Regions from separate parts of the Mus musculus genome. Here all the other regions are linked to region 2. The links are chromatin contacts, called in public HiCAR-type, HiChIP or PLAC-seq and promoter capture Hi-C maps. All regions are on one chromosome and are shown on one strand. Each heading gives the region's core, a stretch centred on a gene start, on an enhancer-like site or on the middle of the called end of the contact. The rest is flanking DNA. Distances are from core to core; before and after follow the strand shown. Region 1 overlaps Vrk2 (vaccinia related kinase 2). Region 2 holds the start of Rel (reticuloendotheliosis oncogene). Region 3 overlaps Vrk2 (vaccinia related kinase 2). Region 4 has its middle 47 kb from the start of Vrk2. Region 5 holds the start of Vrk2 (vaccinia related kinase 2). Region 6 holds the start of Fancl (Fanconi anemia, complementation group L). Region 7 holds the start of 5730522E02Rik (RIKEN cDNA 5730522E02 gene).

The links. Promoter capture Hi-C pulls out the DNA fragments that hold promoters and counts their contacts. HiCAR-type assays count read pairs that join an accessible place to other places. HiChIP or PLAC-seq counts read pairs in DNA pulled down with a chosen protein or histone mark. Capture Hi-C pulls out chosen DNA fragments and counts their contacts.
Region 1: a contact with region 2 is called in a promoter capture Hi-C map of 3T3-L1-derived adipocytes, with 7 times the contacts expected there. The contact joins the enhancer-like site here to the promoter of Rel in region 2. A contact is called at or near these places in 9 of 39 promoter capture datasets (the 3T3-L1 cell line, 3T3-L1-derived adipocytes, cranial neural crest and 5 more).
Region 3: a contact with region 2 is called in a promoter capture Hi-C map of liver, with 5 times the contacts expected there. The contact joins the enhancer-like site here to the promoter of Rel in region 2. A contact is called at or near these places in 9 of 39 promoter capture datasets (cranial neural crest, embryonic stem cells, frontonasal cranial neural crest and 5 more) and 2 of 115 datasets of contacts at active chromatin or transcription factors (astrocytes and large pre-B cells).
Region 4: an H3K27ac HiChIP or PLAC-seq map of bone marrow-derived dendritic cells shows a contact between it and region 2, with 9 times the contacts expected there. The contact joins the enhancer-like site here to the promoter of Rel in region 2. A contact is called at or near these places in 4 of 39 promoter capture datasets (the C10 cell line, cranial neural crest, hippocampal neurons and 1 more) and 1 of 115 datasets of contacts at active chromatin or transcription factors (bone marrow-derived dendritic cells).
Region 5: a contact with region 2 is called in a promoter capture Hi-C map of pre-B cells. The contact joins the promoter of Vrk2 here to the promoter of Rel in region 2. A contact is called at or near these places in 10 of 39 promoter capture datasets (the 3T3-L1 cell line, the C10 cell line, cranial neural crest and 6 more), 3 of 115 datasets of contacts at active chromatin or transcription factors (astrocytes, bone marrow-derived dendritic cells and large pre-B cells) and 3 of 9 other capture datasets (adipose tissue, liver and macrophages).
Region 6: a contact with region 2 is called in a promoter capture Hi-C map of adipose tissue, with 4 times the contacts expected there. The contact joins the promoter of Fancl here to the promoter of Rel in region 2. A contact is called at or near these places in 6 of 39 promoter capture datasets (3T3-L1-derived adipocytes, cranial neural crest, frontonasal cranial neural crest and 3 more), 3 of 115 datasets of contacts at active chromatin or transcription factors (astrocytes, extraembryonic endoderm stem cells and large pre-B cells) and 1 of 9 other capture datasets (adipose tissue).
Region 7: a HiCAR-type map of astrocytes shows a contact between it and region 2, with 8 times the contacts expected there. The contact joins the promoter of 5730522E02Rik here to the promoter of Rel in region 2. A contact is called at or near these places in 8 of 39 promoter capture datasets (cranial neural crest, frontonasal cranial neural crest, hippocampal neurons and 4 more) and 2 of 115 datasets of contacts at active chromatin or transcription factors (astrocytes and large pre-B cells).

Annotation. Positions count from the first base shown.
Region 1 is chr11:26,488,110-26,492,085 of GRCm38.p6, reverse strand. Vrk2 (vaccinia related kinase 2) reads left to right here. Exons shown (of 13, transcript NM_027260.3): 9 at 2,193-2,313. Among named protein-coding and RNA genes, the nearest start is that of Fancl, 100 kb to the right of the region's middle. RefSeq lists an enhancer at 353-2,998. Within about 2 kb of position 2,250, at least 52 of the 459 cell types and tissues checked have an H3K27ac peak or open chromatin away from gene starts, as enhancers often do. A contact at or near this core is called in 3T3-L1-derived adipocytes and hippocampal neurons, where this site is marked.
Region 2 is chr11:23,769,087-23,772,725 of GRCm38.p6, reverse strand. Rel (reticuloendotheliosis oncogene) reads left to right here and starts at 1,757. Exons shown (of 10, transcript NM_009044.3): 1 at 1,757-2,046. The coding sequence starts at 2,037.
Region 3 is chr11:26,571,271-26,575,249 of GRCm38.p6, reverse strand. All of the region lies in intron 2 of Vrk2 (vaccinia related kinase 2), which reads left to right. Among named protein-coding and RNA genes, the nearest start is that of Vrk2, 21 kb to the left of the region's middle. Within about 2 kb of position 2,314, at least 3 of the 459 cell types and tissues checked have an H3K27ac peak or open chromatin away from gene starts, as enhancers often do. A contact at or near this core is called in liver, where this site is marked.
Region 4 is chr11:26,639,129-26,642,743 of GRCm38.p6, reverse strand. No RefSeq gene overlaps it. Among named protein-coding and RNA genes, the nearest start is that of Vrk2, 47 kb to the right of the region's middle. Within about 2 kb of position 2,268, at least 85 of the 459 cell types and tissues checked have an H3K27ac peak or open chromatin away from gene starts, as enhancers often do. A contact at or near this core is called in bone marrow-derived dendritic cells and pre-B cells, where this site is marked.
Region 5 is chr11:26,592,513-26,596,172 of GRCm38.p6, reverse strand. It overlaps Vrk2 (vaccinia related kinase 2), which reads left to right and starts at 2,253. Exons shown (of 13, transcript NM_027260.3): 1 at 2,253-2,583.
Region 6 is chr11:26,384,895-26,388,493 of GRCm38.p6, reverse strand. Fancl (Fanconi anemia, complementation group L) reads right to left here and starts at 1,410. Exons shown (of 14, transcript NM_025923.3): 1 at 1,184-1,410. The coding sequence starts at 1,279.
Region 7 is chr11:26,208,251-26,211,856 of GRCm38.p6, reverse strand. It overlaps 5730522E02Rik (RIKEN cDNA 5730522E02 gene), which reads left to right and starts at 1,281. Exons shown (of 6, transcript NR_027973.1): 1 at 1,281-1,366.

The DNA of each region.
Region 1 (3,976 bases), core at 1,001-3,500, 2.7 Mb before region 2:
GGAGCTAGAGAAAGGACCCAAGGAGCTAAAGGGGTCTGCAGCCCTATAGGAGGAACAACAATATGAACTAACCAGTACCCCTCAGAGCTTGTGTCTCTAGCTGCATATGTAGCAGAGGATGGCCTAGTTGGTCATCAATGTGAGGAGAGACCCTTGGTCTTACAAAAATTATATGCCCCAGTAGAAGGGAGTGCCAGGGCCAGGAAGCAGGAGTGGGTGGGTTGGGAAGCAGGGTAGGGGGAGAGTATAGGGTACTTTTGGAGAGGAAACTAGGAAAGGAGATAACATTTGAAATGTAAATAAAGAAAATATCTAATAAAATTTTTTTAAAATGCTTGCTTACCATACTCATTAACGGAGCATATATAGTGAAAGACTGAAAATTTGATAATATATTTAATTAGATAAGACTGAACTATAATAGTGAAGTGAACTTGGCTCTCAAAGGCCTATTTTACATGAAGACCAGTTTATGAAATATTGATTTCAGCTGTGTCCCTCAGCTGGAGGTAGCTAGAGTTCCTGGGAAGTTTCATTCCACATTCATTCATTCACATTGGTTTGTTTTTCTCTCCTCTTGTGTGTAGCCAGTATCTCGCAAACGTGTGTCAGAATATCCTTTTTGAGCAGTAAAGGTTGTGATTAGGAATTCCTGTAATAGAAAAAGAACTTGTGCACACATCTGTACAAATGGAGCCATTCTATTAATGGGAGATTTTTTCACAGAAGAAATCATTGCATAACAGCATGGTAGAGATTGTGTTTCTATTTTAATACTAGAGCCAAATCCTGCATTAAGAAATATTGAAGTCCAACCACAAAACATACAGCACCCATGGGCCTGGCCTTCTACTGGATTGAAGGTCCTTTAATAACTCAGTACTCAAATAGCAGTTAAGATGAGAATGTGTAAGGGTAACCATATGCTGTGCTTTTATAACAATCAGAGTAGCTACAACATATAGCACCTTTAAAACTATGTATGGTGACCTAGAGTAGCTACACATGTGGTGGCACAATTGTTCTTAGTAGATGCTTCTATAAATTAAAGACCTAGTTCACTCAGTGACTTTTTAGAGTTTACTTCATTAAGGACAATGAAATGGAATACCTGTTTACAACAGCTTTAACAGCCACATATTGCTCAGGATATTATATATCCCTGCACAGATGAACATTCAAGTAGTAGAATAAATATAAATACCACCTTATTGTTTTTATAACAGCTTGGAATGCTGATAAAATGACTTTATTTTATAGGCGTGTTAGTCATTAATTCAATGACTTATTACCAAGCGTCAGTTGAATTTAACAAGTCTTAGTTCTCACTGCCTTTTGATATAAGGTACTTGAGAAAAAAAAATATGTCAAAATGAGATGAAATTAGTCCACAGTATTTAAGAGTTTGTTAATTATGATATTTACTGGGATCTGATCATGTTCTTTTACTATGTTTTAATAAAAGCCATCTTACAATAAGTCTCTATTTTACTTCAGAACTTCCTTCTCCACCATACCTCTGGACCACATTCCCCTCATGCTTGCCTCACCTCTGGCTTTCAGATTTAAGACTAGTAGTTTTGTGCAGAGCTTCTCGTATCTGAAGATATGGGAAGCACTTGGGAGCTGTGTGCCCATGGTTGTGGTTCTTCCACAGAACTGCATCTTCTTGGGCCTGGTTTTAAAGACTGCACACTAGATGGCAGTTTTGTCATATTCTTCTGGCTTCAAGTGCAACCACTGGTGTGACAGAATAGGAAAGACCTTCAGTGTTTAGTCTGCACTCAGAGGGTCTCTGCGTGACCGCGGCAAACCCCATGGACTTCCTTGAACATGTGTTAGCAATTTAGCTGCAGACATTTATTTCTTTGTTTTACTGCTTGGCTCTTTGAGAAAGTGTTGGTGCCGGGTTATGGGTTGTCTGGATCATGTCAGAGGCCATGGGATCAAGTTCATATGACAGGCTAGACTAAGGAAAGATGAAGTTGGAGGAGGTGAAGAAACTGACCCTTACTTCAGCAGCCAGTCGCTGCCTGTCTGTGGACCGAGGCCAGAGACCCAGACAGTTAATGTTACTCCAGCTGAGTAAACATGACGCTCTACCCATTTGGCCTTTGCATATTTCGTCAATGGGAGCTCACTCAAAGATTTCTCTATTTCTCACGAGCTTTCTCATCCTCCCCTTTCTGCAGCCCCGTCCAGGAGGAGTGATGTTGAAATCCTTGGTTACTGCATGCTGCACTGGCTCTTCGGGAAGCTTCCTTGGGAAGCAAAGCTGGACGACCCTGTGGCTGTCCAGACTGCTAAAACCAAGTAGGTATTCTCCAACCCCCTGCCCCTTTATGCAGTAGGACCGACAGCAGGGACTAGAAAAGACAGAGAGAATGGCCCCTTGGCACCAGTGAAAATAAACTAATGTCGTCAGCTTGAAAAATACTTTTTAAAAACCAGAATCACGAAGACATAAAAATATCTGTACTTGATAATTTTACAGTGCAGATGTAAAATAAAACATCAGTTTCCAGACAAGCTGTTTTCTGGCACTTAGATCCTATGGTGGTGTGTACAAGATGGACTGTTTGTAAATTAGTGTGGGCCTGGGTATGGAAGCAGTCTGGTTTTGGTGTGATCGGTATCTACTGTGCAGAGGAGCAGGGTGAGGTGGGAGAGGGGGCTTGTGTTTCTCAGGGGAGAACAGCATACCTCATACTCCTGTCTCCAAAAGCATATCTTTTTTCTTTTTTGAAGTAGAAACAAAGAAAACTTTTACATGAGCTGTTTATATGAAACATACTTGCAGCCACATAAATCTTACAAATATAGACTACATTCAAAGTTTATTACCTTGATGCTGTTAGCACAAGGAGGTCAGTTTTAGAACAAAGTGCGTTTTACAAGTCTCTCACTGGTCAGCTGGTCCAAGGTACAGAGTGGGCAGCTTTTCCTCACATTCTAAGGTAAACTGAAATAGTTATCTATGGAGAGATTGCTGTGCACTGGAGTTTTAGGAAAACATATAATAAAAATAGACACCAAGGGCAGCTCAGCCAGATAAGTCAATCTTCAGATGTAAATGTTGTTTTGGACTGGGTCTTACTCTGTAGCCCATGATGGCTTCAACCTCATGATTCCCTTCTCAGCCTCGCAAGTGCTTGGATTAGAGATGCAGCCACCACACTTAGATTCACTGTAGGATCTGTGCCCAAGACAGAAGGTTTGGACTAAAGGCTAGAAATGACAGATCTCTACAAACTGACATGTACAGTTCTTGTGCTTGAAATCTTGAACACCCTAGTCCCTGACACATTTGTGCAAGTTGAGACTCTGACGAGTTCTGTTCATTTCCGTCCTCTTATAACTGGCACCCTCCACACTGCAGCACAGTGAATGCATGGACATCAACACTCCTATAAGCAGTTCTTGTATACACTTTGTGAGCTCAGCTTAGCTAATTTACGTAGTGTACTTTAGTTAAAGGCCAGGATTTTAACCTAACAATCCCTGGCAGGCTTTCTTTTATAAGACTAATAAATGGTTTGTTTTAGTCTTGTATCAGCATGTATATAGAGGATAACATTTTATTAACTAGTGAATAATATGTCCACATGTATTCATGTATAGTAAAAGGGTACTACATAAAATAGGGTTTTAATAAGTGAAATATTATCTTGACTTTACATATATTGTCTTCATCTTTATTTGATTAACAATACAAATCCAAATACTAATATATTATGTATCAAAATTTAAAAATCTTTCGATTTCCTATGTAATAAGTGCTCCTTTCTTCGCCTGTGAAGGTATAATGTGAGGCAGGATGGCAGGTTTGGCCACAGCTCTGTGTCCCTCTGTTTCTGCTGTCATGAGTCACTTAAGATCACCATGTGCTTTTCCACTTGTGTTTCTCTGTGAATCATTCACTTTATTTATAATTTTAGTTGAGGCTTTATATATTTTTGCTACAGTAAATTAAGAA
Region 2 (3,639 bases), core at 508-3,007:
AGTACTAAAATTACCACGTGTTAGTCTCTGTAAACCCCAATGACAAGCAGCCTTATCAGGTGTACAGTGACACCTTCCCCTAGCACAAGGTCTAAAAATATCCATGAGAATTTCAACCTCCTATTTACTTTTTCTTTGAATAAAGACAGTAAGTAGAAACTATGTCATTCAGATATGGTTGAGTTAAAAGCTGAAGTATGCCTGCATTCATGTGTGTGTGTGTATTGGTGTGTTCAGTGTTTTGTGGCTCATCCTATCTTCAAAGTTATGATTCTGTGGTCTTGACCTCTGGAGCGCTGAACATAGTTCACCCTGCTAATTGTTTTATTTTATTTTATATCTTTGTGACTTGTTTATGATTGTGTTTAACTAAAAACACAACTGCTATTTATACTCTTTGAGAAGACAATTTGGAACTAGCAGATTTTAATTATTTCCTTCACTTTGGGGGAGTTGTATAACAGGATGAATTTTTTATGACAGGATAGTATATATTTTAATTATCCAACCCCCCCCCCCCCACACACACACACACACTTTGGCGTTCTTTGAAGCGCATGTAGAGGTAAGAGGACAACTTTTGGAAGTTGATTCTGTCCTTCCATGGATCAAACTCAATTTGTCAGGCTTGGTAGCAAGCGCAATTATTCTCTAAGCTATCTTGTTGGCCATGCAAGATGATATTCTCTATTTCCCCTCCATTACTTGTTTTAGTCAGTAAATGACTGGAGAACGTAAGAGGTGGAGCCAGATAACCCTGAGTTATTTCTGTTGTTGAGACAGTCCACCTACCTCAGCCTCCCGCGTGCTGGGAGTGCAGTGCGCTAAACGGGGCTGGATAATCTTAAGCTTAAATCGTGCAATTCCTTTCTAGAACTCTAAAGTATGGACAAGCTACTCAGCTTCTCCAAACCCCAATCAACCCTAATACTCGTGTATACAATGACATGCTAATACATCATAGACTAAGAGAACAGGTGCGTATTAGCAACTGAAGGCAAACAAGATTCCGCCTGACCTGTCAAAGCACCAAAGTTCGGTCCAGGCCTCAGGCCGTGGGTATCTCGGCCAATCTCTGGACGTCGTGTACATTTATACAGAATGGGGTTAGCGGCCTCGCAGTGCAGCTGAAAAACTTTGGTAGGTAAAAGACGTAATGTAGATATAGAGGGAAAATAAGGCTGCGGGGGTCCCCGTATGCAAATCTGCGCCTTACTGCCGAACGCGGGCGCTGGCGCTTCCGCACTTCCCCTCCAGAGCACCCGGACAACTCTCTGGCGCGGGGGCGGAGATTTGCATGTGCGAAATCGGGAAGAGGGGGAACCACCGGTCGAAAACCCCGGGCGGGCCTCGGGCGGCCAAGGAGCGCGCCCGGTGCACCGCCCGGCCCGCCTCCGGCCGCTCGGCCAGCATGACGTCACGAACACGCCCCTCGGCTTTAAGCGGCGCTCTCAAGGACTCTGGAGGAGGGGGATTTCTCAGGGACCGACGGCTTCTCACGCGCGGAGTCGTCGCTGCGCGCCCTCACGGAGCTCCCGGCGCGAGCGTGCAGGCTGTGGTGGCTCTGGAGGAAGTAAGCGCACTGGCCCGCGCGGGGTCGCGCGCCCGCCGCGAGGCTCCGCCCCCCGCCCCGGGTAGGCGGTGGCGCGAGTGACGTAAGCAGCGGGAAATCCCCCCCCCTCCCCCCACGTTCCGCCGGGCGGTCCGCCCCGCCCCCTGCCCCTGCCGCGGCATCCTGGCAAGGCGACGCCAGGACACTAGTGACCGGAGCGCGAAGATTCGGGGGTGGGAAGGTGTGAGCCGCAAACCCAGAGGAGCCGGGAAAGAAGAGGAGGCCCGGGGGTGGTCCGAGGACAGGCGTCCCGGCTGCGGAGGCTGCTCAGCCTCCTCACTGGTTGGCTGACTGACGGGCTAGCTGGCTGACTGCCTGCCTGACCGACTGCCTGGCTGACTGACTCACTGACTGACTGACTGGCTGCCTTGCAGCCTCGGGCCGGACGCTGGAAGCTGCAGCGAGCGGCGCGCGGAGCCGAGCCATGGCCTCGAGTGAGTACCGGGGCGAGCACTCGCGGGTCACGGGGAGGAGCTGTCGGGGGCTCCGTTTGGGGTTAGGACGGTCTGCCTTTCAAGTCTTCTCATCTGGCAAATTGTCAGCCGTTTGAAAAGTTGCCCGCTCCGGGGTTTGCGTGTGAAATCAAAGCGGCGCACTGTAATCTGATCTTCTCCTAATAGCCAGAACCTTCGAAATTCCCAACGGTGTGCTTTTAGGATCACAGGGGGTAATCTCAGTAAAGGAGAGCAGAGAAGCCTCGCGTTTAAAGACTCAGTGGTATGGAGACCCAGTTTTACATTTTTGAACAAAAAAGAGGAACCTCCGGACCTCAGACGAGCTTTCTTTTTTTAAGTCCAATCGTGCTAGCGGCTGACACTGGTACAGAATGTGGCGTGGCTGTGAAAGTCCTCAGTGGCGTTTTAATTCGTTCCAAGCGAAAACACTACCCCCGCCCCCACGAGCTAAAGATGTTGCTTGTCTAATTTACCGTGTAGAGACCTCGATCCCTTCAACCCCCAACCCCAAACCTGCACGCGCGTTTTGTTAGCAGCAAGAGGACGAGATTTGATTATACTTTAAAGTAACTGGTAGGGTTGAAAATGTCATCGTTTAATGTCAGTGTTTTATCTGCCACTAGTAAGTTTTGGATCATCTGCTTTGAGGGGGACATTTATAAGAAACAGTTTACAGGACAGGGGAGTTTAGTATGACAGTCGTACTATATGTAAAGCAAGCACTTGAAGCAGCTGAGATGGTGGTGGGAGCTAAAAATGACACCTTCTGTCTGTAGCAGGACGCTGACCCTTATCTTCCCAGTGACCCTCAGTAGAAGGCAGCCGACGTCTGGCAGAGAAGAGGAAGTAGAAAGCTTAGTGAACTCTTTAAGAGTTGAGCAGAACAATATCATAACTCCTGCTGTAAAGGAAACTGGGGTGTTTCACATGACACTTGATTTCAGTTTGTCTGTGGTTTTCATGAGAAAACAAGTGTAGTTTAAAATATTTCAACTTTCTCTTTACCCATTTAAATGAAGCCAGGCTTTCAGATGCTCTAGTAAATTTGTAAATTTAACTCATGTTCTGATTAGAAGCACAAAAAGGCTTTAAGTATTTAATTCATTGGTAATCAGAAAGAGATTTTTGTATGACATTTGTAAAGAGTGGCAAGCTTTGTTAAAACAGTTCTGTCCTTGTCTACCTAATAGAATCTTATTATATAGTGTATGAATGCAATACTTGAATTTTTTTCAACAGAAAAGTCATTTATTAAAGAACTGTAAGACAGATATGATTTTAAAATGTAATACAATTGCAATTTGCCTAAGGACATATATTTTGTGCTGTTATAGAAATGATTCCAAAAGTTAAAGTGGGGAACTTTTTAAAAGAAATGGCAAGTTTTAAGGATTTAGAAGTTGGGTTGGGCTTGCCCAGCTTCTGTGAAGCCCTGGGTTCAGTTCTCAGTACTGTCAGAGAAAAAAAAAAAATCCCAACAAACATAGAAAACAAATCTGCAAGTTGTAGTATCATTATCTTCTTGCTTTTTGATCTTTTATCAAGGGTTGCACTAAATGAGACTACTTAAAA
Region 3 (3,979 bases), core at 1,065-3,564, 2.8 Mb before region 2:
TGAAATTCTTCTCCTTTGAAATCTCTTGGGCTGGGTCAACACAGTTCAAATCACTACCAGCAACAAAGTCTTCCATATTCCTACTAGGATGACCCATTAAGCCCCATTTAAAGCATTCTACTGCATTCCAAATCCCCAAATCCCAAAATCCACATTCTTTCAAATAAAAGCATTGTCAGGCCTATCACAGCAATACCCCAGTCCCTGGTACCAACTTCTGTATTAGTTAGGGTTTTACTGCTGTGAACAAACACTATGACCAAGGCAAGTCTTATAAAAAACAACATTTAATTGAGGCTGGCTTACAGGTTCAGAGGTACAGTCCATTATCATCAAAATGGGAGCATGGCAGTATCCAGGCAGGCATGGGACAGGCAGAGCTGAGAGTTCTACATCTTCATCCAAAGGCTGCTAGTGGAAGACTGATTTCCAGGCACCTAGGGTGAGGATCTTAAGCCCACACCCACAGTGACACACCTACTCCAACCAGGTCACACATATTCCAACAAGGCCACACCTCCAAATGGTGCCACTCCCTGGTGCAAGAATATACAAACCATCACACTTTTCTTGACTCTTTTCTGACTTTTCCTGACTCTTTTCTGATCAAGATGTAGAACTCTTGGCTCCTTCTCCAGCACCAGGTCTGTCTGGACGCTGCTATGCTTCCTGCCATGATTGTTAATGGAGTGAACCTCTGAACCTGTAACCCAGCCCCAATTAAATGTTACTCCTTATAAGAGTTGTCTTAGTCATGGTAACTCTTCTTAGGAATTGTCTTAGGGTTTTACTGCTGTGAACAGACAGCATTACCCAGGCAAGTCTTATAAAGGATAACATTTACTTCAGGCTGGACTACAGGTTCAGAGGTTCAGTCCAGTATCATCAAGGTCGGAACATAGCAACATCCAGGCAGGCGTAGTGCAGGAGAAGCTGAGAGTTCTACATCTTCATCTAAAGGTTGCTAGCAAAGTACTAACTTCCAGGCAGCAAGGGTGAGGGTCTTAAACCTATACCCACATCCACAGTGGCAGACCTATTTCTCCTAATAGTGCCACTCCCTGGGCCAAACATATACAAACGATCACAGAAATGGAACCCCTAACTAAAATAAAGGAAATATTCCAAAGTTCCTTGAGAAATAAGTGGGATATATGCCTTTTGCATGGTTTTCCTGTGGAGACTGAACAATGTCTATTTATCCTAGGAAGAACATCAACAATAGACCAAGCCTAGTATATTGATGGGTTTATCAGTTATAGGAAGGAGCATGTATGACTCCACTCCCTCTTAAATTTTTGATTTTCTCTTCTGTAATTATTACTGTTTTACATGAATGCACACGCATGCACATGTGTGCACGTACACACACACACACACACACACACACACACACACACACACAAGCACACCTGAGTTCATTACTATTGCTCACATGTGTATGTGAGCTGGCTGCTTGTGATTGGATAACCTCATCCCCGGAGAGCTGATCCCTCAGCATCCATTGGCTGTAGCTCTTTATCTTGGTTGGTGCCTTATGAAATGTCCCACCATCCATGTTGGCATATCAACTGGTGTAGTCATTATATAGGTCTCAACCATATTGTTGAGCTTTTATGGGTGCAGATTCCCTGACATATCTAGAAGACACTGTCTCATAGTAGCCATCCTAGCTGGTCCTTTGCCTCTTGTAGCCTTTCTATGATGTTCCTTGAACCTTAAGGATATTTATGTGAGCCCTCTGATATGATGAGAGCCAGTCTTAAGAGAGGAGACTCAATTCTACTTGATTTCTCCAATTTTTATGTTTGAATTATGTGATATTTTAGCAATCAGGTCATACCTTCAAGTTCATCAAGGGCAATGGCTGTTTGCAAGGGGTGCAGTAAAGAATCCACCACTCTTGGATTAGGGAGAAGGTTGGTATTTGGATAAGAGAGGGACAATATCCAGAGGCATCTGAGAGAGCCCAGAAAACAGAGAAAAAGAAGCAGACTGGGTGTAGCCAGCCTTAGGGAAGCAGTGGAAGTGAAGGAAATAGCAAGTGAGAATAGCAGGAGTAGCCCTGTGGAAACTTTCCCATGATAAAGGGAGCCTCCATTCTGGAGGTGCCTGCGGGCTAACTTAGTGGTGAAGGGCCAAGAGGCTGGTGTAGGCTTTGAAATATATAACAAGTACACATGAATGGGGACTAAGGGAGCCTGGAGGCCAGCATGGCTTTAATATGTAACCACAGGCATAAGTCAGTGGAGAGCCCTCTGTCCCTTCTGCCAGAGGCAGAGAATGACTTCTTTTGTGGACAGGAACCTAATCTGTTTCATAAGTTCCTAAGCAATGCTGACTTTGATCTAACCAGGAGAAACTATTGTTGGACTCTAGTCTGTCCAATTTGAGCTCATTTCGGCGCACTGCCAGAGACAAAATACTGGCAACAACCTATGTTGTTTCAAGATCTCTTAAACTTCCTTGACCAGAAATGTCCCTTGCTGGACACTGGTTTTGAATTTTAAGAGCACATTGTATATTTTATTATGTCTTTTGACAAATGTATGCTTTCCAAATAGTTTTCTCTCAAACTGTTGAGTTTTTTAAAAATTCTATTTACAGTGTCTTTTACAAAACAACAAAAAAAATTAAGTTGTTTTTTTTAGTTTTCCTTCATTGATTATAGTTTGTTGTTGATTCTGAAATCCATTTTACCTCAGTTTTCACTGTTATCTTCTGTAAGTTTTATTATTCTTTTGTACTGCACATTTATATCTGCTGCCACCCTTTCCTTCTTTTTATATTTGCCTCTTTTATTCTTTTCTCCTACGACCATTCCACCAGCCTGGCCTCAGGATCCTCCTGCCTCAATCTCTTAATAGACCTTGAGCTAATTTTCACATAGAGTTTGTGTCTGTATTAATTTTTATCTGAATGTCTAATATTTTGATGGGGATGTTTGCAGCAATATCACTACACTCATGATTTCTTTTTCCATTAATGTATTGATGTAGTTAAGTATTAAACCAAAGCAAATTTCATAGATTATGCTAGGAACGGTTCCTTTATATTTATTTCTAATAGACATTTTAAACTATCGCTATGATTTCTTACTTAAGTGTTTATGGAAATCTCCAGTTAACCCAGCTGGGCCAGGCAGGGTTAGGCTTGGTTCACTGCATTTTGGAAGGCTAATGTGTGTGTGTGTGTGTGTGTGTGTGTGTGTTTTCAGACTTTGGTAGATTTCTTCAGTCAACTAGCAGGCCCTTTGGTTTGAGGTTCTGCCACATTGTATGTAACATTCTGTTGTTGGCTTTACAGACTAATAGTAACATGTTCGTCTTAGTTCCTGTGGTTGAGATACTAGCACAATGTTTTTTCTATCTAGCTTTGGTCAGCCTAGCTTAGAGATTTTCTCAAGTTATTCTTTTCATGAACTAGCTTTTGTGATTTGTTTATTTTCTCAGATTTCTATTTTTGATGTAACTGATTTTATGCTCAAACTGGTATCTTCTTGATTTAGGTGACCTGTATTACTCTCCTTCAAATTTTTTTCTCTTTCCTGTGTGTATCTGTGTATGTGTATGCGTATGCATGTATGCATGTATGCATGTATGCTTGCACACTCAAGGCACACGTGCCATGGTGTGAACTTTGTGGAGATCATAGGACAACTTGCAGAACTTGCTTCCCTCCTTGCACTCAATGGCAAGGGCCTTTTCTTGGTGAGCCATCTTCCTGGGGAACCCTCTTTTTCCTTGGTTAAGGTAAAAGCTTAAAGATGGGGTTTAAAGCTTCTAATCATAAGTATTCAGTGCTATAAATCTTCAGGTTAGCATTCCTTTTGCTGCATCCCATAAACTGCATGGCGTTTGTGTTTGAAATGTTGACCATAAAACCCCAGACCTTCCTCACATTAGGCACTGGCACTGAGATAGACACTCACTCAATATTGGCTTCTCCTTTGTTTTATTTTTGAGACAAAGTCTTGTCA
Region 4 (3,615 bases), core at 1,019-3,518, 2.9 Mb before region 2:
GTGTGCTGTGCAAGCAAGAAGACCTGAGTTTGAATCGTCACCTGGTGAAAAGTAGTCATGGATGTGAGTGCCTGTAATCCCAGTAAAATGGGCTTGCAGGCCAGGGGCAGAGACAAGCAGATTCCAGGAGCTCATTAGTCAACCAGCCTAGCCAAAATGGCAAGCTTTGGGTTTGCTTAGAGACCCTGTCTCTGGGTATAAGTCACTGGCTGATAGATGCAGTTATTTTCGATCTTAGATTTGTTTATTTACTTGTTTGAAATTGTTCTATTTTGTTGGTTTGTTTGCTGTTGTTTAATTTAGTTGATTGTTTTAAAGATTTATTTCTTTTATTTGTATGGATGCTTTGTCTGCATGTACATCCACATACCAGAAGAGGGCATAAGATCCAATAAGGCTACACTTATAGATGGTTGTGAGCCACCATGTGGGAGTTGAACTTGAGACCTCTGGAAGAGCAGCCATGAGCCAACTATTCAACTATCTGGTATTTCACAATTCCTTAATATGTGTAAAACATTATCTTCTCTTCCAGGTACTTTTAATCTTTGCACTAAATATAAAACTATATTAGTATACATGCTTATTTATATAAATGTAATTTCAAAATTGGGATATGTGGGTTTGCACATTGTGCCTATGAAGGTCAGAGAACAACACAGAAGTTTGCTCCCTTTTTCTACTATGTGAATCCTGAAGGCCAAACTCAGATTATTGATTTGGAAGCAAACATCTTCTGATGTCTTAAAACACATCCTCTCACACCATTGAAACCTACTGTAAAGTTCTAAGCATTAAACTGTAAGACAACAACAATTGTCGTTTTAAAAGTATCTTTGTTCATTCTAAACATTTTTGTTATATTAAAATCTGTTTCTCATCTAATGAATGTTCTGTAGACAAAATTTTGAGAAAAATGTATTGTAATATATTTAATTAATCTTTCATAGTGAGAGAAAGAAATGTCTTTCCATCAAACATTAATTTTGTCTTGGCTATAGATAGAATATTGTAGTCATTTACATTTGAAACTCTTTTACAGGCATTCAAATTGTAGAGAGGCTAATTCAGATGCAAATGTGAAAAGTTTTTGTCTTATAATAAGTTTTTTAAAATATAAATGAAGACCCATATGGTCTTTCACAAAGGTCAAAGTGCTTGCAAAGTATTCCATGATGGTTGGTTTTGTCTATATCCTTCCTCCTTTTGGAATTTATCATGTGGGCATTTAGACTACCTTGCTTGGCTCTGTCACTTGCACATATTTGATCTGGGGACAGCTTCTTGAACTGGGACTCAGTCTCCTCATGCGTAACATTTCCTACTGTGACATAAGTCTATAACTGCAAAGAAAAGATCAATATTCTGTCTAGCACAGAGTATTGACAAACACTAATATTTACTGGTGGTATTTCAGTCACTAGTTTCTTCTGGTGGTAATCTGACTCTGTTCCCAGATTGGTCGTGAACTCCTGAGATTAACATCTTCCCAATTATCTGGTACTAATGTGTTAATGTGTTTGTTACTGTGTCCCAAGAGAACTTCTAATTTCAGTTTCTTCATCACATGTTCTAATTAAAATAAGTTCTACATTTAAATATAATTTTAAAATATCTGAATTGTTGCTTTTTAAAATACTATTTCCTAGATTTTTCTTAGAGAATATAGCATTCAATCCCCATTTCTTGGAGCCTTTTAATTTCCCAAGTAGAGGAATATTCCTTAGAAAGGCTTTGGCCATTCCTTAGAAGATTTTTTTTCCCCCTGGAAAAGACAAATATTTCCCCTTTACCTGTTATTTTTTTTCTATCTGCTCAAATTTACAGGGTAAGTCATTTTTGTATTTGAGATTGTTTGACCAACAATTTTGTGAGTTTTTTGCTAACTTAAAATTATGAACAAAGAAGAAAAGACAGTGTTTCCCTTTTCCACAGCTTGTTTTGCACCTCTGAGCAGCTCAAACGTTACTGGGTACCCCCACTCCACAAGAGGAACTTCTCTGCCCCGTTGGTTTCCTTTCTGTACATGCTCCGCCTTCTTGGGGTTAATCAACAGCTATGGTGACTCATCTCAGCACTGCTTCTTGCTCATTGCACATGTAGTCACTTTTCTTACTGGTGAGTAAAGGGTAAAAAGCATTAAAAGAAAAAATGAAAGTTTGTCCTGGAAATCCCCATGCTCAAGAATAACTATTGAGACCACTGACAGTTCCTATCCAAAACAGCAGTGGCCAGAGAATCGTTCACTGTACCCGCACACTGATATGCCCTTCCCTATTTAAAGTCCTGCAAAACCTCAGCCCCCAGTGCCACAGTGCAGTCTCCACTTCCTCTAAGAGACCGTGGCTGTTCAACTATTTTGTGTAAAAGAACAATTCTGCATCCGTAGACTCCGGTGCCTATCTTTAGTCACTTCTGTCAATCTGATCTAACAGTGGATACTATAAAGTCATTTTGTTTGTATCCTCTGGCAACTCAGGAAATGCAGTGACTACCTTCTGACCACATTTGGATTTTGGAGAAAGGTTAAAATTCTCTTCTCATTTTTTGGATGAACTTAAAAAAAAAATCTTAAGTACCAAGTTGGATCAGTTCAGTCTAACATGCACTCAATTTTATAGAGATACCTCTTTTCAGTTGAGGATTCTTTATGGACATCTGATTTTTAACGTTGTTAAAATTTTCCTTACATTTTATTATAATTGAACTTTTTTTTCTTTTTGTATCAGATATTTTCTTCATTTACATTTCAAATGCTATCCCCAAAGTTCCCTATACTCTCCCACCACCCTGCTCCCAAACCCACCCACTCCTGCTTCCTGGCCCTGGCATTCCCCTATACTGAGGCATATGATCTTCTCAAGACCAAGGGCCTCTCCTCCCACTGATGGCCGAGTAGGTCATCCTCTGCTACATATGCAACTAGAGACACAGCTCTGGGGGGTACTGATTAGTACATATCGTTCCTCCTATAGAGTTGCAGACCCCTTTAGATCCTTGGGTACTTCCTCTAGCTCCTTCATTAGGGGCCCTGTGTTCCATCCAATAGATGACTGTGAGCATCTACTTCCGTATTTGCCAGGAATTGGCATGGACTCACAAAAGAGAGCTGTGTCAAGGTCCTGTCAGCAAAATCTTTCTGGTATATGCAATAGTGTCTGGGTTTTGATAAGCGGATATTAGCCCAGAAACTTAGAATATCCAAGATATAATTTGCAAAACACATGAAAGTCAAGAAGAAGGAAGACCAATGTATGGATACTTCACTCCTTCTTAGAATGGAGAACACAATTGAACTTTTTTTTAAGATTTCTTTATTTATTATATGTAAATACACTATAGCTGTCTTCAGACACTTTTTCTTCTCTCTCCAGCCCTGCTCACTCTGGATCAATGATTTCTTCATTCATTATGTGTAAGTACACTGTAGTTGTCTTCAGACACCCCAGAGGAGGACATCGGATCTCATTATGAGATGGTTGTGAGCAACCATGTGGTTGCTAGGATTTGAACTCAGGACCTCTGGAAGAGCAGTAAGTGCTCTTAATCTCTGAGCCATCTCTCCAGCCCCACAATTGAACTTTTTAATACGTATTTCTTACTTTGTGTGTGTGT
Region 5 (3,660 bases), core at 1,004-3,503, 2.8 Mb before region 2:
GAAATGTACTAATGTATTCATATTCACATATGATAAAATCCCTTGTAATTTATCTTTATTACTGACCTATTATTAGTTATGGTTAACACCTGACTATGTCTAATTTATAAGTAAAATTCTTTACAGATAAAATAAAAGTTATTTTGCCTCAAGGATGACCTTACCTTAAAAAAGAAACGTATTACAGAATATGTAAGGTTTGGTTCTATCTAGAGTTTCAGATATTCCCTGGGAATCTTAGAATATGTTTCCTATGGACAAGATGGGATATGCTAAGTCAGAGCCTGACAAATTGTCTGGATAAGCAGTAGAATGAAACTCCATTTCCTCTGCATCCTTTCCAACACTGGATATCTTTCTAGTTCTCTCTCTCTCTCTCTCTCTCTCTCTCTCTCTCTCTGTGTGTGTGTGTGTGTGTGTGTGTGTGTGTGTATTTGAGACAGGATCTCTCACTGAACCTGAGTATCATCTCTAAATCAAGGGTGGTAGGTCAATGAGCTTCAGTGACTCACTTGTCTCTGTTCCTGTCATATCCACCTTACTCTCTGTACACAGTAACTTCCTATGTAGGAAAGATGACCATAACCTTCAGCTCTTTCCTTGTGTTCCACCTCAAAAGTTTTTGGGTCATAGGCCTGTGCTATGGAGCTGTTTTATATGCTGGGGATTTTTTAAAAATTTTTTATTAGGTATTTTCCTCATTTACATTTCCAATGCTATCCCAAAAGTCCCCCATACCCACCCCCCACTCCCCTACCCACCCACTCCCCCTTTTTGGCCCTGGCATTCCCCTGTACTGGGGCATATAAAGTTTGCAAGTCCAATGGGCCTCTCTTTCCAGTGATGGCCAACTAGGCCATCTTTTGATACATATGCAGCTAGAGACAAGAGCTCCGGGGTACTGGTTAGTTCATAATGTTGTTCCACCTATAGGGTTGCAGTTCCCTTTAGCTCCTTGGGTGCTTTCTCTAGCTCCTCCATTGGGGACCCTGGGATCCATTCAATAGCTGACTGTGATGCTGGGGATTTTATTGAGGGCTTCCTACAGGTCAGAGGGACACTACCGATAAAGCTACACCCCTGTCTACAAAATTCATTTTAAAAATGTTTTTATACCCAAATCATGCCGTTCTTTTAAGAAATAGTCTCATGCTGTTTACCATTTTTGGAGTTTGGTAAAATCCTATTTCCTTATTACACCAAATTTAGCAAATAGAATTAATACCATCAGGCAAGAATAAAGCTACTACCATGATATTTGAGTCACTCTTGAATCAAGCTTTATTAAATACTGGCCAGGAATGATGGACACAGGCCAAGTCTACACCAGGAATTCCAGAGTATGGCACCATATTGCATTTGTCAGGGGCTTATGAAGGCAAATCCCACAAGGGTATGCACTTTCTGCCTTTGTGGAATCAAGGGCAAACATTCTTCCTGCCCATTTACTTCCCACCTACATGTGACTAAGCAGATCTTGTGCAGTTTGGGCAAGCTTGTTATCTTTCTTGAACAACAGCCTCCAGCATTCCTAGAAGTTACCTTGAGCAAGTGGGACTTACAAATTAGAGATTTGTTTGTTTGTTTGTTTGTTTGTTTTATAGGTCTCTCTCTCCTTTTTTTTTTTTTTTTTTTTTTTTTTTTTTTCGAGACAGGGTTTCTCTGTGTAGCCTGGCTGTCCTGGAACTCAGGCTGGCCTCGAACTCAGAAATCCACCTGCCTCTGCCTCCCAAGTGCTGGGATTAAAGGCTTGTGCCACCACTGACAGGCTGTTTTATAGGTCTCTTAAAGTATAGTAACTAAAACTTAAAACATAACTTTAGCCTTCGCAGAGAAAATGGCTGTTTTTCTTTCAGTATTTGCATCTGGACAATTATTGAGTGTTTTTAGGTAAGAAACTAAAGTGCTGTTTGAACAGTCTTTTTTATAAAGATTTGTTTGTTTGCTCTAAAATGTAAGTTGTGTATCCTTAAAGAATTTCTATATACTTAACATATTTCTCTCAGCTGTCATAGTAACCTTAAAACTCAATAACTTATGTTTTCCATTTTACAGATGGGAACGTAGAAATGTAGTAACTTTCGTTTTAAACATTATCCAAGTATTAAATGACAGAACTAGGCCTAGGGCAGTCACTTGCAAGTGACACACCCAGATAGATACAGGCCCTCCCAGTTACAAGGCTGTCTGGGTATGCCTAGAGGCTGGGCGAGCTGTTGGTAAGGATCTGAGCAATTTGAAAGGGGTTGGTACTCAGAACTGGTACAGGAAGGGTTCAGTTCTTCTGTAAGCGCTGGCCCAGTTTACTACCCCCAGGTTAATCTGCAGGCTCTTCAGACAGGCCTTGGCAGGGTCCGGTGCTTGGAAACTCTAACCCTCTCTCTCGGTACCGCCCCTCCACCGCTGCAGCCTCTGCCACTGGGCGGCCTCTGCCACTGGGCGGCCTCCGCCAGACTCTGGGGCTCCCAGGGCTGGCTGCCGGGAGGCGGCCCACAGGCTCGCCCGGCCCCTGGGAGGAGCCCGGAGAGGCCCACCTGGCTGCGAGGCCTTAGGAGACCAGCGCTGTGGGGACTCCGGCGGCAGGTCAGTCTTCCCTCCACCCCGGCTCCGACGCTCAGTGCCCGGCGGGCGGCCGCGGCGTTGTCCCGGCCCGCTGCAGGCCCAGCTTCAGCCCCCGCACCCGGTACCGACTCATCCCGGAAACCGGCCGGCGCTTCTGCACAGCTCCGGACTGCCATCCCCGGGACGGGGTCGCCGCTCAAGGCCGGGAGGGAGCGTTTGAACCGGGCGAGCGTCACCCCGGAAGCACCGAGTCCCCAAACTTTTAGCTGCCCCGCTTAGAAGTTGTTCTAGGAAGACTTGCCAACTTTAGCCAGCAACTTTGGCGCGTGTGTCCAACATACCGCCCTGTTGAGGGAACCCGGTGAATCACAACCTCCTTCAATTCGGTGGCCCAGTTGTTCCTGGTTTAGATTTCCCGCTCTCCTCCGGGCTCTGTTCAGCCCACTGGAGTGGAGTTTCAGCCGCCTCGGAGGCACTGGGTTCAGTAAGCGAAGGAGGGAAAACTACTTAAGCATAGATGGGTAGCTTAAGAGAAACGTTTTGTACCCTGTCAGTATTTTTGAATAATTTTCACGAAAGCATTTGTCCTGGTTAGATTTTGCTGTTGTTATCAACTTGTCTCCATGCAGGGCCATCTGGGAAGAGGGACAAATGTTGAATGTTGAGATTAATGTGAGGCTGTTAGTGGCTGGGGAAGGGTACAGCTTTAAATTCAAAGGTCGCATCTGACCTTTGGTAGTGTCTTACCACCACCAAGCAAAACACCTGCGAATGACTTCCACGAGCAAGGATTTCCATGACAAGCTAACCTGTCCTATCAGGACACTGACTAGTTCAGGCTCTCTGGTTTTCTGACCCTCCCTCTTACCCACTCCCATCAATGTGAGAACAGCTTTGCCTTAGAGATTACAGCTCTACAGATAACAGGAATCCCACATTCCAGAAGAAGGCCACAGAAATTTAATTCAAGTGGCAAAATACCTCCATTAGATTTACTCAGGGGCAGATGCGGATCTGTTGGAGTGATAGATGGGGGAGGGCCCAGGCCAGCAGTGCCACCCTTGGGCCTGGTTTGTTTAAGAAAGCCAAGCTGGTTGA
Region 6 (3,599 bases), core at 161-2,660, 2.6 Mb before region 2:
ACACTCAGGATAAAATCAGTTGTGCTGGATAGCTTTTAGACAGTGCTTAAGACTCAAAGGCATGCTTAAGGAATAAAAAATTAGAAATTACCTACATCGAAGGCTAACGTATTTCCGGTCTAATCTTATGGCTATAATTGTTTTCTAAAGTGCTATTGGAGATACAGACAAGTGATGTGAAACACTTGTTTCTGCCTGTCCTGTGCAACACTTGCCTGGCATGTGAATGGCTGCAGGTTCAATTCCCAGAACAGATGTGCACATGCATGCGCACAAATTCATTCTCTCTCTCTCTCTCTCTCTCTCTCTCTCTCTCTCTCTCTCTCACGTTTCTGAATGTTTCTGTAAATGTGAAAAACATTTTAACTGGATATTTCAACAGTTAAGCAAAAGGTGGCTAACTCATTTCCATCTATAATAAATTTTAGCCATTCTTTAAAGGTTCACATGGTTTGAAAATCCCTAAGGAAGTCCATGCTTCCTGTGTGTATATTTATCACAGAGAATTTTCTTAACTCCCAGGAATGTTTAGGGACAAGTGTTACTATTTAGAAAATCTGGTATCTGCTCAGCATTCTAGAGGTTGTTGCTTCAACACACGTGGAAATTAATGACTCCTGTCATTAAAGGGCAAGTTACACGTAGCTGAGTTTAATATTCAGAGGAAAAGTCCATAGTCAAAATCTTAAATTAAGGTAATTTGTTGTACCATGGGGGGGGGGGGGGGGGGGCCCGCTGGGGTGAGATTTTCTAAACAGTAAGAGTTTCAGAGGTAACTGACACCATCATAGTCAAGGTAGTCTCTCTAGATTTCCCAGGATCTGATTTCAACTATAAAATAATGGGGTTTGGATTTTTCTGTTTGTGTAGGTTCGGCTTAATAGTGGACCCTGAGTGCTCTATAAATCAAAATCGTAAGTGTAGTAACACACCGCCGTGATGAACTCTGGTTAAGACCTACAGAACTGCACCTCCCTCTTCCACCACCAGCCAGGCACCGGCGAGCCGCCCCGCCCACCCTGTGTCGCGCGGCGTCGCCACCTAGCGACCGCGCATGCGCAGAGTATCGGCGCTACTTCTCCAGGCTCTGCTACACTCTCCCAGCCAGGCAGCCGGAGACGCCGCGGTCAGGCTTTGCCACGAGTGACAGGCTCTCGCGCGACAGAACGACCCCTCAGGGTACCTGAGCCGAAATGAATCCCTCATACACAGTTTTCTCCCGGTTCTGAGGAAGTAGCAGCGGGAAATGGCGCAACAGGCTTGCTTCTGCTTCGTCCATGGCGCACAGGAATGGCCGCCGCACATGCGCAGTCTGCAAAGGGACGGGGCGGAAACCCGCTTCGGCGGGAAAAACTAACTGGTGGGTACGCTGCCCTGACCTGGACAATGAACTGGGCCAACTGGTCTGCTTAGTAGCAGGAGAAAGCAGGAGAAAGGAAGATCACTCACAAGTCCACAGGCCTGACGGTTCAGGATTATTCTGACCTTGACTGTCAAAAAATAAAACTAGCAAAATCCTCTTGTTGATTTCATTGAAGACTGATGCAACTCCAAAGCTGACTTTCCTACTTTGACAGGGCATTTACAGTGTGCCCATAGCATACTGTTTTTACCCTGAACCTGCCCCATCACCTCTCCTGTTCTTGCGTTTGCTCTGGACTAGATCTCCTGTATACTCCCAGTATACCCTTCAACCAAATGCATATGTAAATAAATTGTACATTCAATACATCATGTATATTGTATGCTGATTCAGTGTTGTACTGTTTTTAATTAGATATATTTAAAGGAAGCCCATAGAAATTGTGAGAGATTCAATTTATTCTTGAGGTGGTAGACTGACAAAATTTCCTATACATTCTGGTAACTTAGAAATGGTTACTCATTCACTCATTTCTAAATATAGATTTAAGAAAACGTGGGGGGAGGGGGTGTTGATTGTGTAAGAAACTTGTTAATAGTTACCATATGATAATTTGGCATTAGAATAAGTCACTTTTGATTCTACTATTTTTAAGATCACTGTAATATGTTAGTAAGTAAGATTGTGCAAAGATGAATAAGATATTCTTCCTATTCTTATTGCCCTCATTGAAGATTGGATTTTAAAAGATTAATAGATTGGCAGAATTTGTCACAATATTCTGAATGCTTGAAGAACACAAGAATGTTGTACTTGTTACACTAAGACTGTGGTTCGCAACCTTCTTAGTGACCCCCCCCAACCATAAAATTATGTTGTTGCTTCTTTGTAACCGTAATTTTGCTACTGTTATGAATCACAATTTAAGTGTTTTTGGAGAACCAGTATGATAAGACTTTCTCAAAATGTGACTCAGATTGCAGTGTTGTCAGCACTAAAAAAAAAAAAAAAAAAAAAAGGTACACAACTTTATACAAGTGTTACAGCTCTGAGGAGAAAGGTTTCCCCAATGCAAGTGTTGCAACTCTGAGGAGAAAGGTATCCTGGCAGTCTGGAGCCAAAGAATATTACACAATCCCACAATACAACAGACCTCACACAAGAAGATTATTAGAAAAAATACAGGAGGATGGCTGCATCTGCTTGGGGAAAAAGCAGCAAAGAACTAAGCTAGAAACAGGCTTTACACAGGGATTCTTTGGGAGTTTTTCAGGGTGGGGATTGGTGGGACTCCAAGTTTGAGTTTTAGGCTATCTCAGGGATTGGTGGGTTTTCAAGCAAAGGGATTGGTAAGTGAGCTAGGACACTTTTTTTTACCATACAATTAAGGAAACAAAAGTTTACCACTGAGGGATTCGGGGCATACAACCTTGGCATTTGAATAAACAACAAAACCTAGATCAATCCAATCACCTCTGGCCCCCCACAGCAGCTCCTGAAATACTCACTTCAGATTGCCTTCTTTATGCCTGGAATAAACAACTCTCCCTGACTCTGAAGAGGCAAGGACAGGGAAAAGAAGCTACATATGAATTGCTAAAATTGCCCCAGTTTGTAACTATTAGATCATACCTCCTTAGTATAGTCATACTGTCTTATTAAAAAAAAAAAAAAAAAAAAAAAAAGGTTTCTATGTTGCATTGAATCTCAGTTTGTTAGTTTTATATGCCATAGAAATTGTACTAAACAAATTTTATGCTTTTGTTAATTTGTCTGAAAATTTATGTACTCTTTTATTTTTCTGGATTTTCATCATGTATCATTTTAACCCAGCATTAATTCCTCATGTCCTCCTAAAGTGTCTGAAATAGAATTTTTTTCTCAGCTCATGCTAAATAGAAATGAAATGCAAAAGAAAACAACTTTACCCATGGGAAACTTGTACAACGTTTTAAAGGCTTTTTTACTGTTTAACTTATTGAAAAAAAGATGCTACTGTGGTACTTGATCTAGCAGCTACTGTTCTTTGGGTTAGATAGAGTCTTGTGTTTGGTTTGTTTGTTTGTTTGTTTGTTTGTTTGTTTGTTTGTTTTGCTGTGTACTGGGAACATCAAAGTTTTCTTTATATTCTCTCAAGAGATGTGCTATAGTTTTATTTATTTTTAGCACAATGTACATTGACTTAGCATCTGTCTCCTTACCATGGAATAATGGGACACTTGAGTGCTCGTCAACA
Region 7 (3,606 bases), core at 32-2,531, 2.4 Mb before region 2:
TTGTTAACAACCATCATATGTAGGGGAAAATGATTCCAACTTGGGATGAATCTTTCTGAAAGAATGGATTAACGTAATGCGTGCTGGGGGCTTTCTCCTTTCTTGACAATATGATTTCATCTACTTTTAGTCCAAATGCTTACCTGCCTACTAACTGATCATAGGGTTAGGACATGGAAAGCAACTAACCAAATAAACATTATTTGTTTGTCTTGATTGGATATGGCTCTTGTCCCCATATAATCTGTATGTTATCTGTAAATGTCTGATCCAAACTTATGGGCGATATTTTTGAGTCCTCTATAGAAAAAAAAAGAAACATGGGTAAGGCAGTAACTTTTTGTAATGAGACTGATACAAGAATAACATAAAAGGTGGATTTTACAGCAAGATATGGATAATAATTCGAACACTGAAAGGTTTTGGTCTCAACATTGTAGTATGGATAGAAGTGAGAATGGAAGACTAGCCTTTTCAATGAGGCCATAAGCCTAGACATAAATTTCTTTCAGATTTATTTCCCCAAATTTATTTATTTATTTCCCCAAATCACATCACTCTAAGCCAACTAATGTCTGTATTAACTATAGTCAAAACTAGTATTTAATGCACACTTAACCAGATATGGAACATGGGCTTAAGTTTTTCTTCCCATACTAACATATGTTTCTAAAGTTTTAAACTCATTCTATACTTGGACAATAGTGTCCCAGGCACTAGTACTTTCAGAAATGGCAAGCTGAGCCCTCAAGCTCCTGTGGGACTTCCCATGGTCTAGTTTGAATTTTGTTTTGTTTTGTTTTGGTGGAGTTGAAGTAGCTCCAGAAGGTCACTTGGAGTGACCATATGCCCCTTGGTTCAGCAGTCCTTCCATAGCCTGACAGGACTTATATTTGAGGTTTTCGAAGTAAACGTAGATAGTTCCTGTGGAGTCCATATGTGCCAGAGAACTTGGGTGGCTAAGAATTTGGCGGGAAGAAAGGGGTGAGCAGAGGTACATGTTCTGGCACTTTCCACGGAGGCTACTCTCCTGCGTGGGGGAGGGTGAGAAGCACCCACCCCCACCCCCAGCAAGTACACCTCAGCCGAGATTTGGGGATCGCCTCACCTGTATTTACAAACCCACCACCGCGTTCCCCGCACCGTGCACCCGCAACTTCGCCTTCCACAGCTAGCCGCAGCAGAGCCGAACAGACCGAGAGGGAAAGACAGACAAATCGGCGCGAGCGAGCGCGGGGACCGGGCAGCGGGGAGCGCGAGCGCGGGACGAGCGCGGGTTCAATTAGCGAAACAAAGCAATCATGGCGGAGCGAGCACACCGGGCTGCGCGCCCCGAGGACTCGGCGACCGCCCCGCGCCCTGGCCGGTAAGTGACGCGGCGCCACGCGGCCTCCGCGCTCGCTCCCGCCGCCCGCGCCCCCGCGCCGCCCCCGCCTCCGCCCCGCGCAGCTGGCGCCGCCGCCGCGAGGCCCTGCGACCGCGGGCGCCCTGGGCCCTCCGCCTCCGCAGGGGCTCGCCTGCCCCTGCTGTTCCGCCGTCCCCGCCGCCCCGAGCTGTGGCCCGGAGCCCGCTGAGCGCCGCTGTACGCGCAGGGTGCCTGCACCCCTCGGCTCGCCGCCCCCACGGCGGCCTCCCTCTGGCCTGATCCCCGCCTCCCGTCCCTAATCTGGCCCCCTCGCTTCCCCTATTTCCCTCGCGTCCCCCAAACTGGCCTCGGGCCTGAGTGGGTGCAAGCAGTCACCGCCCACTGGCCAACCAAAGAAGGACTCTGCACCCTCGCCTCTGTGGCCCCAGGGTTCACTTTTCCAACCAAGGGACATAACTCTTGCTCCTGCCCAGGCTCTTAGGCTAGTGTCTTTGTGAGGAGGTTGGTGCAGCCCTTTTAGAAGATAGGAAAACAAAGGCGACAGGTAGGGAAACATACAAGGCGCTGTCACCAACAACGGAGAGGCTCTCTGTTCTCAGAAAAGAGGGTTTTCTTTAAGGAATCCTTCAAGCACCGTGCGTATAGCTGACATATCTCCTGTTTAGAGATAAAAAGCAATCCTTGGGTCTGTCAAGCTCTCAATTTTCCTGTCCACAGACCCCATTTAATGTTTAGTGGGTCCAGTTGTTTGCCTTTTTCCTTTTACTTGTTCAGCCTTTTCGGGACCTTAGTTAATCCTGTGCCTATCTCTGTCCTGTTTGGGGGAGAAATGACAGCGGATGGTGTCTGCTGGGCAGAGAAGGGCATCTGTTTGCTTCTATGTGTCTTTTGAGTCTGACATCTCACTGCTGACAGGTTACTCTGCAGATTATGGAACAGTGAATTGCTTTATCATCCAGAAAGAAAATGCTGATGACGTTAAAATAGTCTTGTATTGTTATTGCAATTGCATATAGTTTTTTTTTTTTTTTAACAAATAAGATCCAATGGAATTAATCATTTATTTTTGCTGGGGATTGAACCCAGGGCCTTGTGCATACTACTCAAGTGCTCCTCCACCCCTGAGCTATACTCCAAGCCATAAAGTGTCTAATCATAATTTTTATTACACTTCTTGCTGGCCCATCTGGAATAAGACATAGTCTAATCCCCCCCCCCTTTTCTCTTGAAGGTGGCAAAAATTCTAATTGATACTCATTTAATAGATTAACTTGCAAAAATCATATAAAGGTTGAACAAAGCAACCATGCATGCTTCAGCCAAAGTCAGTTCTTTTTTGATAAAGCAAGATTTACTTCCCAGTGGTTCATTGACACTCAATCCTTCACCTTACCGTGTTGCTTCTCAGGTCCTTTTTTTTGGGGGGGGGGTGGTGTCTGGAGGGTGGCAATGGAAATTTCCAAAACTAAGATTTACTTTCTCAATGGGACAGGAACTGACCGGTGACAAACCTTTGTTAACTCAGCCCAGGACTTGCTGGAGATGGCAGCTCAGTGAAGACTGTTCATGTTTATTTTTCACAGTTGTGTGGACATAAGAAAAACAAAGCTGGTGCTTCATACGGAGCTACTACCAGATACTTCCCACACTAGTTAGCTCGAGATTCCATTACTCAGTAGCCCTGAACTCCTTCTCACAAATGGATTTTATGTTGACTTCCTGCTCATACCGTGTCAGAGATCATCAACCTGGGAAGAAGTGCTTTGGCTTCTAAAGTGATGTTAGTGGAGGCAAAAAGATCAGCCTTGGGATTATAGATCTTGCTGACCCATTAAGGGTCAGTAAATTAGTAGACTACTTGAGTTGACACTTCTGATCTCAACTTAATGGGTTGATTAACTTATGACTCTATCTTCATTATGGGCTATTAGCACATTGCTAAACTGGATCTTGGACTTAGGAATTGTTTTTAAGTTTATGTTTTTGCTCTCAAGGTTAATCAATATTCATTATGGTTTTAGTTTTTTATTTTTTTTAACCAAAAGGTTAGCTAGATCCTTCTATAAAAAAAGATATTCAATACATTTATGAGTTGAGGTTGCAAAACTGTCTGGCTAAGGAATTTACAACATGCAAAAGGATACACAATAAGAGGTGGCATCATAAAGAGGAAATACACACGACATGCACATGTTAAGGGCTTCTTGCTCATCATCAGAACCTCCACCCTCTTATCTTTC